Linked DNA regions of Zea mays: regions 1 and 3 are each linked to region 2. A link is a contact called in public Hi-C data. All regions are on one chromosome and are shown on one strand. Each heading gives the region's core, a stretch centred on a gene start, on an enhancer-like site or on the middle of the called end of the contact. The rest is flanking DNA. Distances are from core to core; before and after follow the strand shown. Region 1 holds the start of LOC103629493 (ATP-dependent 6-phosphofructokinase 7). Region 2 holds the start of LOC103629496 (probable salt tolerance protein). Region 3 holds the start of LOC100286386.

What was found. Hi-C and Micro-C count contacts between places; a contact is called where the count stands out from the background.
Region 1: a Hi-C map of tassel shows a contact between it and region 2, with 3 times the contacts expected there. The contact joins the promoter of LOC103629493 here to the promoter of LOC103629496 in region 2. A contact is called at or near these places in 3 of 25 Hi-C or Micro-C datasets (ear, leaf and tassel).
Region 3: a contact with region 2 is called in a Hi-C map of endosperm, with 1.9 times the contacts expected there. The contact joins the promoter of LOC100286386 here to the promoter of LOC103629496 in region 2. A contact is called at or near these places in 7 of 25 Hi-C or Micro-C datasets (bundle sheath, ear, endosperm and 2 more) and 1 of 3 datasets of contacts at active chromatin or transcription factors (leaf).

Annotation. Positions count from the first base shown.
Region 1 is chr6:83,564,838-83,568,890 of Zm-B73-REFERENCE-NAM-5.0, forward strand. It overlaps LOC103629493 (ATP-dependent 6-phosphofructokinase 7), which reads right to left and starts at 1,955. Exons shown (of 14, transcript XM_008650598.2): 1 at 1,460-1,955; 2 at 799-845; 3 at 674-713; 4 at 519-581; 5 at 229-366; 6 at 1-116. The coding sequence starts at 1,741.
Region 2 is chr6:83,799,996-83,804,360 of Zm-B73-REFERENCE-NAM-5.0, forward strand. It overlaps LOC103629496 (probable salt tolerance protein), which reads left to right and starts at 2,893. Exons shown (of 3, transcript NM_001346834.1): 1 at 2,893-3,177. The coding sequence starts at 2,971.
Region 3 is chr6:83,989,823-83,993,745 of Zm-B73-REFERENCE-NAM-5.0, forward strand. It overlaps LOC100286386, which reads left to right and starts at 1,455. Exons shown (of 6, transcript NM_001159273.2): 1 at 1,455-1,762; 2 at 1,842-1,971; 3 at 3,237-3,374. The coding sequence starts at 1,518.

The DNA of each region.
Region 1 (4,053 bases), core at 705-3,204, 240 kb before region 2:
GTGTCATGGCCTCCTCGAGATGATCCGAGAACAGTTCCACCCCTTTTGTGAATGTCATTTACAATCTTTGGAGTCAAGGTGATGGTGTTGCGAGCATAGAAGCCTCTATACCCACCCTGTGAAAAAAAAAAGATGAGGACATCAAGTGAGTGCTTGAAGAACTCCTGTGGGAGAATGATTGATTGTGTACTTTATGTAGACTTCATGGAATGATGTAATGTACTTTACCTGAATCCCAAGTATCTTGGTGACACCATACATGTCAGATAATCCACATACAATTTCCCTAATCACAGTATTAAGTCCCGGGCACAATCCTCCACAAGTGACAATGCATGCATGGACCTCATCCGGTTCAAAATATACCTAACCAAGACAACCAGAGGTTACAAAGAACGAAAGAAACTTACAAGGTTTTTGAAAGAAACTTACAAGGTTAGTGATATTATATTGTCTCCCCCTTATCTCCTAGCTTTGCTATTAGCGTAGAGAATGTGAAAAGCACAAGGTTTGTATACCCTTTGGCGAGGTCCGGCACGACGGAAGTGGTTCCCTCTGGGGCCATCCTTGTGAACAACAATCTACATTGAGGATTGATGTAAATATTTTGGAGAAGTGAAGTATTTCTTGACAGAAAAAATGTGAGTGGACTGCAAGTTCAGCGACAATTCACCTTCTGGCAGACAGTGTCGTCTGGGTTTACAAAGTATTGCCTAAGGGAGAAGAAAGAGAGCAAGTTAGGTACAACGCAGAAAAGGAAAAAAACAGAACTAATCAAGCCAGCAACTTCAAGCTTACTTCACAACGGAGTATGCCGGGTTATCTTGTAATGGATTTGGGTAGGTCTGCAGCATGAAACAAAAAATGTGTCATGGTCACAGATAGATGTGGTAATAAGCTCTAAATTTTACAATATAAAATTTAAGGATTAAATCACATTAGGATCAAGTTATATTTCTATTTATTTCTGAACTAAAATTAATTAAGAGATCAAAATTATTTGGATCGTCTATCACCACCCCTAGTCACAAATCGGTGACTTCTGAGTATCTCTCAGATTCAACATTTCATCCGTACACTCCATAACTAATGCCAAACCGCCTATAACTGATGAGCAAACTAGAAACCAGAAAAGAGTGGAAATGTTGGGCATGTACTTCGTCGATCACTCAAATGGCGATTGCCAATTTGCTATAGACAAAAGCACTGGATGTTCCAGTCACGAAAGTCCTACAATAAACTGAAAGCCGTAACAGAAGTCGCTGACGACTTTTAAGGTTCTCGGCTTCTAGCAGATTCGCACCCAATCATCCTAGGATTCCACTTTCTCAAACCACGATGCCACGCAGCGGGCAACCTCGCCCTCGTCTCCTCGAGCAACAACGACCGATCATTCAATCAACCATTCACCGCGTCAAACACCAGATCGATCACCTTCGCACGGATCGCCGGTACTCACCGGGAGATCGGGGAGGTAGTCTGACACGTGCGGCACGTCTTCTAAGACATACCCAGCCTCGCCGGACATCAGCTTGACCACTGCAGCACCGTCCATCGCCTCTCCGCGCCGGTTCCGCTCCGGCTCCCACGCGCGGCCCCGCGGCGTGTCCCGACGATCGACTAGGTGGTGGTGGTGGTGAGTGTGGTCCCGCGGGCTCGGAACGGTGATGGGCACGGGCACGCTGGCTACGGGCCTTAGATCAGGGGTCCAGTCAGCAGGCGGCGCGGGCGGCGGCGCCATGGGGAGAGGAGGTAGATGCGGTTGAAAAATCCATTGCGTCCGGCGTCCGGGTGGCTTCAGGAGAGGAGAGGTGGTAGCGATAGGAGCGGCCGGGGGGGCGTGTGGCGACGCGGCGTAACGTCGACCGGCGGAGACGAGCGAATGAGATGCCGGCGGGAACGACGCGGCCTGTGGAGGCGTGGCCGCGTGGGGACGGAGACGATACGGGAAGAGGAGGGATGCGCAGCCTGACACTTGTTGGCGGGACCGGTCATTTCCTTTCAGGTACGGTGGGGCCGAACCGTGAGATTCGTGCTGTCGATGCTGTACGGTCACGTACTAGTTTCGTCAAAAAAAGGTGACATCTGTAATTAATTCTATATCTATCTCTCTATATCTAAACATAAATCCAAATTCGGGCTCAAGCATAGGTATGACTGAACATAAATCGACATCTATCTATTTTTTCTGGCAAAAAATGCTGGTTTTCCATATATTCGTCGTATGAAAAACTATTAAAAATAATAAAAAATCTTAACAAATTATATATGTGTTTTATTAGTTAGAGCATCTCCAACAATGCCTCGAACTAGTGTCTCAAATTAAAATATGAGGCTCTACGTAGAAAAACTACTCTAAAGTGCCTCATTTCATAAAATTTGGTTAAAAATTATACTCTCTCTGTTCTAATTTATAATTCGTTTGACTTTTTTACCCTAAGTTTATCGTACACTTCGCGTGCACACACATGACAACATGATCGTTGTAGGTACTACATAGTGTTATCGAGTACTCTACAACTTAAGTCATAGCAATAGCACACTTGTTAGGCCTGTAATATTGTATACAACAGATTAAATGGATTGTGTCTGAGACTTACCCGTTAAGCCAATGCTATGGACCCATCCGAGGCTTTTAGATGTGGGGTCCAACTTGCAAGGTCATACTAACCTTGGTGGGTCCAGTCACATCCTACTGTCTTAAGATAGGAATACACTTACACTGAACCTTGTTCTAATAGGGCTTTAAGCCCCAAGAAGTTTGGGGCAAGGCTGCATTTGTGATGTGAGACCAAGGAATTTAAGGATCTCGCATGTTGAGTCACTTGTTTTGATGGGCCTTCATATCCCAAGGAGTTTGGAGCCCGACTACATTTGTGATGCGAGACTAAGGACTTTAAGGATCTCGTGGCCAACAACGCCCCCTAACGTCTAAGTGCCATTGAGTGCTCTAGGGCTCGAACTGCCCAGCACATGAGGGCTTCGGGACTTAGACTTATGAGCACCTCGAGATTTGAGGGGCTCGAGGACTTTCTCTCATGATCATCCTAAGACCCAAGGGGCCTAGGGACATACTATCATGAGAGCCTCGGGGCACGAGGGGCCTCGATGGCATACTCTTAGAGCGCCCCAAGGCATGAGAAACCCAGAGGGCCCAGAGCGCTAATCACAGCCCTAGGACACAAGTATCCTCAAAAACTTAGATTATTCATGCTTACGTTATCGTAGGGCACCATGAGTCCAAATGCTTAGAACGCTCTAGGGTTCTATGGACCCTAGGTCTCCTTGTAGCTCTTTACAATATTTAGTGATATAACTATCCCTTCAAGGTGTCTCGATGCCAAGTTACCCGACATTAAGTCCATCCTCTAGCTGGTGGCGGGGAGGTCCCCGTGGCATGGGTCCCTAGCGATGGTCCTAGTAGGTGGACCCCATGGTAGCTTCTTTTATCGAGATCCTTGAATACGTCTTGATGGCTACTGAAAGTTCCCTTTGCCGAGAAACAGGATCTGGATGTCACCTAGAGGGAGTGAATAGGCGAATAAAAAATAACAGTAAAACTTAGAACTTCTTACACTACTCAAAGTCTGATCGCAGCGGAATGAAGATCACGTCGAGTAGGTCGCAGTGAAATTGAAGTTCCTCTCTCAATCTAGCATGCACTTCAAGAACAATTTATACCAAAGATAACTAGTGAAGTGCAAATAGTAAATTAAAAAACAGAGAGATAGAGAACATTGCCGAGCAAAGCACACAACAGACACATAGATTTATCTCGTGGTTCAGCCAAGCCTGAAATGCTTGCCTACATCAATGTCGGAGTTAGCCAAACCTTGGCTTGGAGTATCTCACTCTGTCCTCTGGTTGCACAAATTTGTCAAGGGACAGACAAAGTGAGAGCACCTAGAGGAGGGGTGAATATGCGATCCTGTAAAAAATGGCTCAACAAAGAAAACTTGGTCTAATATTAGATTAGATATGTCAAGAGCCAAGTCTGAATGAAGGGACTGCGAGGAGAAGACTTCTTCACTTAATTGCTTCCATAAGGTGAGT
Region 2 (4,365 bases), core at 1,643-4,142:
AGTTTTTAAATCATTCTTCACATAAAACCATTCCGTCATCCAGTTGCCGGGCCATCTTTTTCGAAAGGTTGGTACGGGGCAGCTTGACCTAGACCGGGCCCCGAAGCTGTAGCAGCCAAAATTGACCTAGACCAGGGTTTTGTCTCATACAATAGCTCATGTATGTTGTAGAAACTTTTTGCGTTTGGTTCTAAACCTTGGCTCCTCACGGCCCACACAAAAATGCCCATCCTCATGATTGCTTCGGGAGTAAGTTGATGAAGGTAGATTTCAAATATCTTCAGTATTTCCACGACAAACCTGCTCAAGGGAAATCGCAGTCCAGCTTTTAAGAAGCTTCGGAATATCACGATTTCATTTTCTTCGGGAGTCGGACAAGTCTTCTCTCCTTCGTCAGCCCTCACAATAGACAAGTCCCGAAAATATATGCCCCTCATATTGACAAGATGGCTTTCTTCAATACTCGATTTACCAAAGACCGCATGGCTTGGTCACCAAGGTCGATCTTCGGAGTCTTCACCACCACTATCCACATCATAACTGTCACTGTCACCAGTATCTTCAGATAAACCCTCCAAAATCTCCTTAGTAATCTTCTCTGTATTGGTCTTTGACATTGATTGAAGAAAACCCAGATGCATCTCCTCAGAAAGGCTCAGCTTCGAATCACCAACAACTTTCTTATCCTCAGACATCTCCGCAAACACTGAGAAAGTGCTCTCCAAACCGAAGCTTAAAAATTTAAAAAGTCAAACAAGTGTTGTCGCGCACAGGCTAAAAGTTGAGTGAGCAAGAGCAGATGGCAAGAGAGCATGCCAAATAAACTCGTGGTGAGCTCTTATTTATACGCCTAGCGCGTTGAAAAATGGAGGGTCCCGCTTGTCAATGACTGTTGCTATTCTAGCAAAGAGAAGGTGTTTTTTCGGACCTTCGGCTTAAAGCCTTCGTCCATGTCGCAATATGAATTTATCATTACAGCAAATTAATATTGCGAGGGGCTACTGTTGGGGGCCTTCGGCTTTCAAAGGTCCTCAAAAACATGATTTGATAATGTTTTCCAAGTGAAATATGTGAACAGGTATCTTCGGAATCAGGTTACGGGTATACAAGTGTCTGGTCAAGACGAAGCTTGAGCGGGACGAAAGGCGATCATGACGAAGGATAAGATGATCACGAAGCTATGTGCAGAAGAGTTTCGGCATGGCGGCAGAAAAGAGGAACCGACTTAAAGATGAAAAGCCAAATTAGACCTTGAAAAAATTATTATAGAGTTATTGATAAATGTAAAGGGCATTAATGTAATTCTACACGGGCTGCGTCCCGCGCCTATAAATAGATGAACAGTACTCCCGTACTGTTCACGCTGACTTAGCATTGGCTTTTAGCATCACGCCTGTACCTTTGCTTTCCGTTAATTCGAAGGTACATTTATAATTTGTTATTACAAATTTGATAATGCAAATAAAAATAAGTTGATAATAATATCTGTATTATTATTCGTATTTCATGTATGAATTCTTTTTTATCATCTATCGAGCTTACGAAGGGTTTTTTCCTTCATAACCTTCGTCCGGAATTCATTATATCCGAAGGGATATAATGTTTTGAAGGACGAAGGACTTTAACATTTAACACTTTTTATGTTGCCTTGTTCTTAATTCGAAGCATTTGAGAACAAGTCCCCAACAGTAATGATTGACAATTGAGTACCAACAGTAACAAGTTTGAATATATTGGTATCTATTTCTAATGTGATATTTGATTACGGTTGGACTTAAACAAATATGATTTAACGTTATCGGTTACCCATTACATTACCAACATGTTAACCAAACGACATCAAAGTTGCGACGTACTCCTTCGTTCAAAAAATAACGTCACTTTTGCTATCGGCTACGAACCTAGATGATTCGTAAAAAAATGACATGCCTTGGGAGACCATGTGAGGGTCTGTTTGTTTACCCCCATGGATTATATAATCTGGATTATTTTTGGAGGATTATATAATCTGGATTATATAATCTGGGTAGTCCTGTTTGTTTACCCAGATTATTTGAGTTGTTAATAGTATTCTTTTGTATGAGGAAGACAAGAATGCCCTCTATATTTGTACTAGGTTGAAACTCATATATGAAAAAAAATAATTCAATTGACATTGGCAAATATTGCATTAGCAATATTATCACGGAAGGCATTCATGTCACCTTCTTCACCCCAAATTGACTAGTAGTAGGCACAAAAACGATTCGGTGGATTATAATGGCAATGGTGGGTAATTTATAGGAAACTTGAAAGGGTAGTGGGGAAGTGGGAAAAAAATAATCTGAAATAAGCACCTCCTCACTTGCTTATGGATTATCATAATCCAAGGGGTTAGATTATATAATCTGGGCAAATAAGTTGGACTGTTTATTTGCCTCTTAGGATTATTTAATTCAGATTATATAATCTGGGAGGTAAACAAACAGGCCCTGAGTATAGACATGTCAGCGAGGAGCCGAGGACCCATCGAATGCAAAATTTGGCGCAAACCGGCATCTGCCGGACGGAATGTGCCGACATCGCGCGGGACGCGGGGGGCGGAGCACGTCCGCGGTCCACCCACTCCGCTGTGCCTGCAGCTGACGCCTCCGCCCGTCCCACACTCCCTCTCCCACGCAGCACTGCACGCCTGCGGCCTGAGCTTTGACCACCGCTTCGTCTGTCGTCTAATTCTTCTCCCCCCCGATCCCTACCGGAAGCCCGGAAGCAACCGCCAACCGTACCGCACCCCCACCAAGCGCGCACCTACTCAAAACGCAACAGCGCTCGCTTCCTCGCAGCTAGGTATCTCACTCCTCGCCAAGCGCGCACGTACTCAAAAAGCTCTAGCTCACAGACACGAGCCGTGCGGGGGAGGGAGGGAGGGAGAGAGAGAAAGGGGACCCCGATCCAATCCCAGTCCTCTAAAACCCTAGCGGGGAGCCGGGGATGAGGATCCAGTGCAACGCGTGCGGGGCCGCGGAGGCGCGGGTGCTGTGCTGCGCGGACGAGGCCGCGCTATGCGTCGCCTGCGACGAGGAGGTGCACGCCGCCAACAAGCTCGCCGGGAAGCACCAGCGGGTGCAGCTCCTGACGGACTCCGCCACCGCCGCCGCCTCCCCCGCGCCGGCCGTGCCCAAGTGCGACATCTGTCAGGTGAGGCCCCGAGCCCTCGCTCATCTCTGCTGCCCTCCTCCCTCCATCCCTGTAGTTGGATCGGGTTGGGGGGATTTGGAGTCGTCGCGCACTAGCAGGGTAGGTCTCATGCCTGATGATTTGGCCAGCGCAATGAATAGGCGGCTGAAGCAAAGCTGCTGTTAACCTTTCGGTCTGTAGTAAATTGCCTTACCCGACCAACTCCCCGTGGGATGCAGGACTCTTTTTCTAGAGCATTGGCGCAATTGCTGTATCATGTACCACGTTAACCTTGAGTTCAGTTTTTAAGCTGCCACAGGGTTTCCCTGCAGGATATTGCAATTATGAAGAGATTGACTTGGATGTTGTACTGATGTGCCACTACAGAGGAACCAAAGCATCATTTATCGACCCCTTTATCTGGGAAAAAAAATAAATAAAGCGACCTGTGATTATTACAGTAAACATTGCATTAAGGCTAGCAATGCTGCCTGCCTAAACAGTTATACATGTAAAAAAAGCGCTAGTATTTTTTCTTATTTTAGTCAGCGTACTCCAAGCTCATTCAGTACCAATTGGTTTTGAGCTTTTATTCGCATTGTACTTCAAAGGGATAGGTCTTGCTGCAGTGTCATAGATTTTTGAATTGTGGTGATATGGTTATGCTACAGCACGTTGCTTCTAGCTGGTGTGGTGAAGGTGCAGCGGCTAGGGGGCTTACACAATCGATCATTCGATCTAGAGTACTGCAAATTATCTCTCGGGACATATTTAAATGGATGAACAAGGCAATGATGTGCTACTTTTGTGGTTCAATTAATGCTAAGGTGGGGTTGTGGTTTCAAAGATGAAAGTTATAGGGGCTGTTTGGTTTGACGCCTAAGGCGCCACACCTAAGCTTAGCAGGTTGCCACATGTGTGGCGTGGCTAAGCAACTACACTTAGATATGCATTTGGTTTGCTACTGCGTCTAAGGTTAGGCATGACGAAAAAAGTGTGGTAGGGTTGGGTGCTAGATTCTGACGCCACAGGTGTGGCGATTATTTTTTTGGTGTGGCGAGTGGCTAGAATCATGCCTAAGGAATCGTGGCAGACTAACTTTAGAACACCAAACACATGCCTAAGCCAGTGTGGTACGCCTAACATTAGGCTGTGGCGTCTTAGGTGAACCACATATAGCTTTTTTGGGCTAAATTACATGATTTAAGA
Region 3 (3,923 bases), core at 205-2,704, 190 kb after region 2:
CACCAAGATAATGGTTGTTTTCTAATATATTTTTAAGTATTATAAGTACCCTTGCTCAGAGTACCTTCGGATGGATTAGTTAGAGGGAAAGAAGCATGATTCGGAATATTACTGTGAAGGAACAATGGACAAAACACGAAGTACGGTGAAGTTGAAGTTCTCACAAAAGTGATGAAGGGAAAAGACAACTTCACCCTCATTGTGTAGTATATCTCAAATGTATAGTCTTGAGGGTGTGAATTATAATTTCATCAAAGTTGTACCCCGTGACTATAAATAGGTAAATAATGTCATGCATAACCTCACTTTTGGAGGGCCTTAAGCTTCACTTTGCTTAACTTTCAGAGTACCTTCGAGCTATATTGTGCAAAGAAGCCGAAGGTATATTTCTGAACTTATGTATACGAAGAAAGATGGAATAAATAATGCTAAGGCTCACGAGATGAGTTTTATACTTTATTGTTCATTATTATCTTGTTTAATATTATTTTATTCACATCTACTTTTAAAGACCTTTGTTCTCAAACTAACACTCCAAATTTTGGAGTGATAACTTAAGGACGAAAGTCTAGATTTTTTTTAACTTGTGTTGTTTGTTTTTGATGCTATACTCTTTTCAATATATGAAATTTTCTATATACTATACTCTTTTCAATATATGATTTTTTCACTTAGAGGTTTTATCGCATGAAGTTTTTAGTGAGGTGAAATCAACATAGGATATATATGTCATATCATCTATTTTTCGCACATGGTTTTTAAGATCATATTAGAAATTAAATAGTTATATATTCCAAGTTGATCTCAACAAAAATGGATTTGATTAAGGATGGTATTAAAAGAAATTAACATTTGATGATCTCATCAGCATAAATGAAGAACAGACACATTTTCAAGAAGACATCAGTTCATGAACCAATGTCTTTTGATCTCTCTCACTTTATAATAATCGAACGGGTAAACAAACCATTTGTTGTCCGTTCCTAGTCTCTCTATATATTTGACTATTAGGACTTTTTCGGTTATTCTTATCTCATATCCCATATAGATTAGATGAGATTAGGAAAAAATTATGAAAGATTTTGACTTATTTTGAATTTAAATCCACCCAATCTCATCCAATCTAGGCCTTGTTCAGTTATTACTATATCACATAGATTGTATGTAATTAAAAAATTAGTAGAGATTTTGACTTACTATGGATTGAAATCTATCTAATCATCTCGGATTCATATGAATTGGAGAGAAAACGAACAGGTCTCTACAAAGATTGAGAGCAAAAGTAAAAAGCGTTTTACGGGATAAACAAGATATTCACCATCTACTTTGCGCTCTCAATCATTTTAATGAAAAAATAATAAAACACACATAGAGAGAGAGAGAGAGGAGCTTCAGCCTCGAAAGCAACCCAAAACTCGCAGCAACGAATTGGGCATATTCGCCCCACCTGCACCCCCACTTTTGGCACTTTCCCTTCCGGCCCCCTCTCCTCGGCGCGATCTAAATCCGGTCCGGCGATGGACGGCGGGGGGCAGCCCCCGGACACGGAGATGACAGACGCCGGCTTGGGCGGCGGGGGGCAGCCGCCGCCGCCGCCGCAGCAGCCGGCGGGCGGGGCCGGGATGATGGAGAACATCCACGCGACGCTCAGCCACGGTGGCCGCTTCATCCAGTACAACATCTTCGGCAACGTGTTCGAGGTCACCTCCAAGTACAAGCCCCCCATCCTCCCCATCGGCAAGGGCGCCTACGGCATCGTCTGGTCCGCCCGCCCTCCCCTCACTCCGATTCGCATCGTTTGTTGTGCGACTGACTGGCCTTCTGATTTGTGACCTGCCCAGCTCGGCGCTCAACTCCGAGACGGCAGAGCAGGTGGCCATCAAGAAGATCGCCAACGCCTTCGACAACAAGATCGATGCCAAGCGCACGCTCCGCGAGATCAAGCTGCTCCGCCACATGGACCACGAGAATGTCAGTCGCCTGAGCCACCCCCGATCCGTCCAGCGGTCCTAGAATTTCCTTTTTTTTAGCGAGGAGCATACCGGAGATCCTCGTTAAATGCTCGCCTTTTGGTCGCATTGAATTTTGGTGGAGGTCGGGGTTAGTTACTTAAACGGTTGACTTCGTTCGCGACAGCTCGCCTAGCCTAGGAGAACATCCCCTCCCTCGTCTTGGCTGGGAGGTGAAGTTCGGGAATACCAATCGTAGCCATGCCTTTTGAGGAGCCAACCACCTTTTGGGATGCTTTTCATTGTGTTCTTGAAAAACTTGAGGGCAGAAATGACGAGACAATCTGGAGCAGCAGTGCATGGTGCTCCTGCCTGCTGATGTCAAAAGTGAGTGGGTCACTTGAGGACCAACCTAGTGCTTGCCTTTTTGCTAGATCATCCCAATGGGATGGGAATATAGTGGCGGATACTCGGTTGGTAGGACACTAGGGTCTTGTGTTAGTAAGTACTGGAAAGACTTCTGTAGACTTTTTGGTATGTTTGCTGATTTTGGACCTTTAATGCGAAGGAGGAAGGACTAAGTCACAGCATTCCCAATTTTGTTGGATTTGGCCAGTCTATGCATATGGTCGAAGAATCGTTTTTAGCATGTCATAGTGTATGTTTTTCATGTCGGAATGTGAAAGGCGGTTACAAGAATGGCCTGCCGTTACAACTTGGAACCTGTTGCATGTTTGGAAGTGAGCTGAAATAAGTTGGATTACGATTAGTAGATTTGTAACTGCTAAATCATTATCTTGATAAATTAAGTAAGCTGACATGAGCCATTTGCACGAATGTTGTGTCTTCCTGTTCCTTTCAGTTGTTCGATGGTTATGCGTAGGAGCAAATCTTCGGAATTCAGATTAGGCAAGGTGCGCTTAGTAGTTAATTAATGTACGTGATTGAGACCGTGTGCATCCTTGGTCAGCTACTTATACCTTGACTTTACTTAACGTGGTAAAACAACATAGAAAAGGGAAAACTGCATGCTTTTCTCTACCTTGTCTATATTAACGAGTAATGTACAGCAAAATTTTAAAATTAAGGACAAAAGGCTGTGTCTTATTTTTGCATTATACAAGCGTTGCATAAATGCTCACTTCGTTTAGCTGTATGCCTTTGCTATACTACAGGGTGGCTTGAATGAAGTGTGTGCTTTTCAGCCTGCCCTGAGCTGTTGACTTAAGTTCAACTTGAGCTCGATGTGATGTACCTTTGAGACATAAATTCATTTTTTTGGTGCAGATTGTTGCAATAAGAGATATCATACCTCCTCCATTGAGGGAGGCATTCAATGATGTGTATATTGCCTATGAATTGATGGATACTGATCTGCATCAAATTATTCGTTCAAATCAAGCTTTGTCAGAGGAGCACTGTCAGGTACTTGTTTCATTCCATCTAAGAAATGCTTCTTGATATTTTTTTTTGCTATTGCGTGGAATTAGCTCGAAATCTGTTATGTTGTTCTGTTTCTGTGAATTGCTTGTTTAACTAGGATATGTTCAAATTTAATTTATCCTGAGGTGTCAGGACATTTGAATATTGAGTATTGACCTAGTAGAACATAAAGTATCAATCACTGTTGATACATATTTGGAGGTTTTCAAGTATTGAGAATTTGACTTGTACAAATCAGATCCATTGTTTTCGGTGGAGTCTCCTATTGCTCAGTGGCCAGTGCTTTTAATGTGCCACAAGTAGGCAGCGTTGTTAAAACACATATATGCTTATATGCAATACATCAAGACTCATTTTATTTGTGACTTCAAGAGAATCTGCTGCAGCCTGTTCGAAGATGGCATAATATGTACAATTAAACAAATGTAACTGTTAAACAAATGTAATGAGTTAAAACTAATAATTGTTAGAAGATGGCATAGCCATCTCTTTCTCATGTTTGTAAGCTACAGATGCATTGGTGTTGTTAAG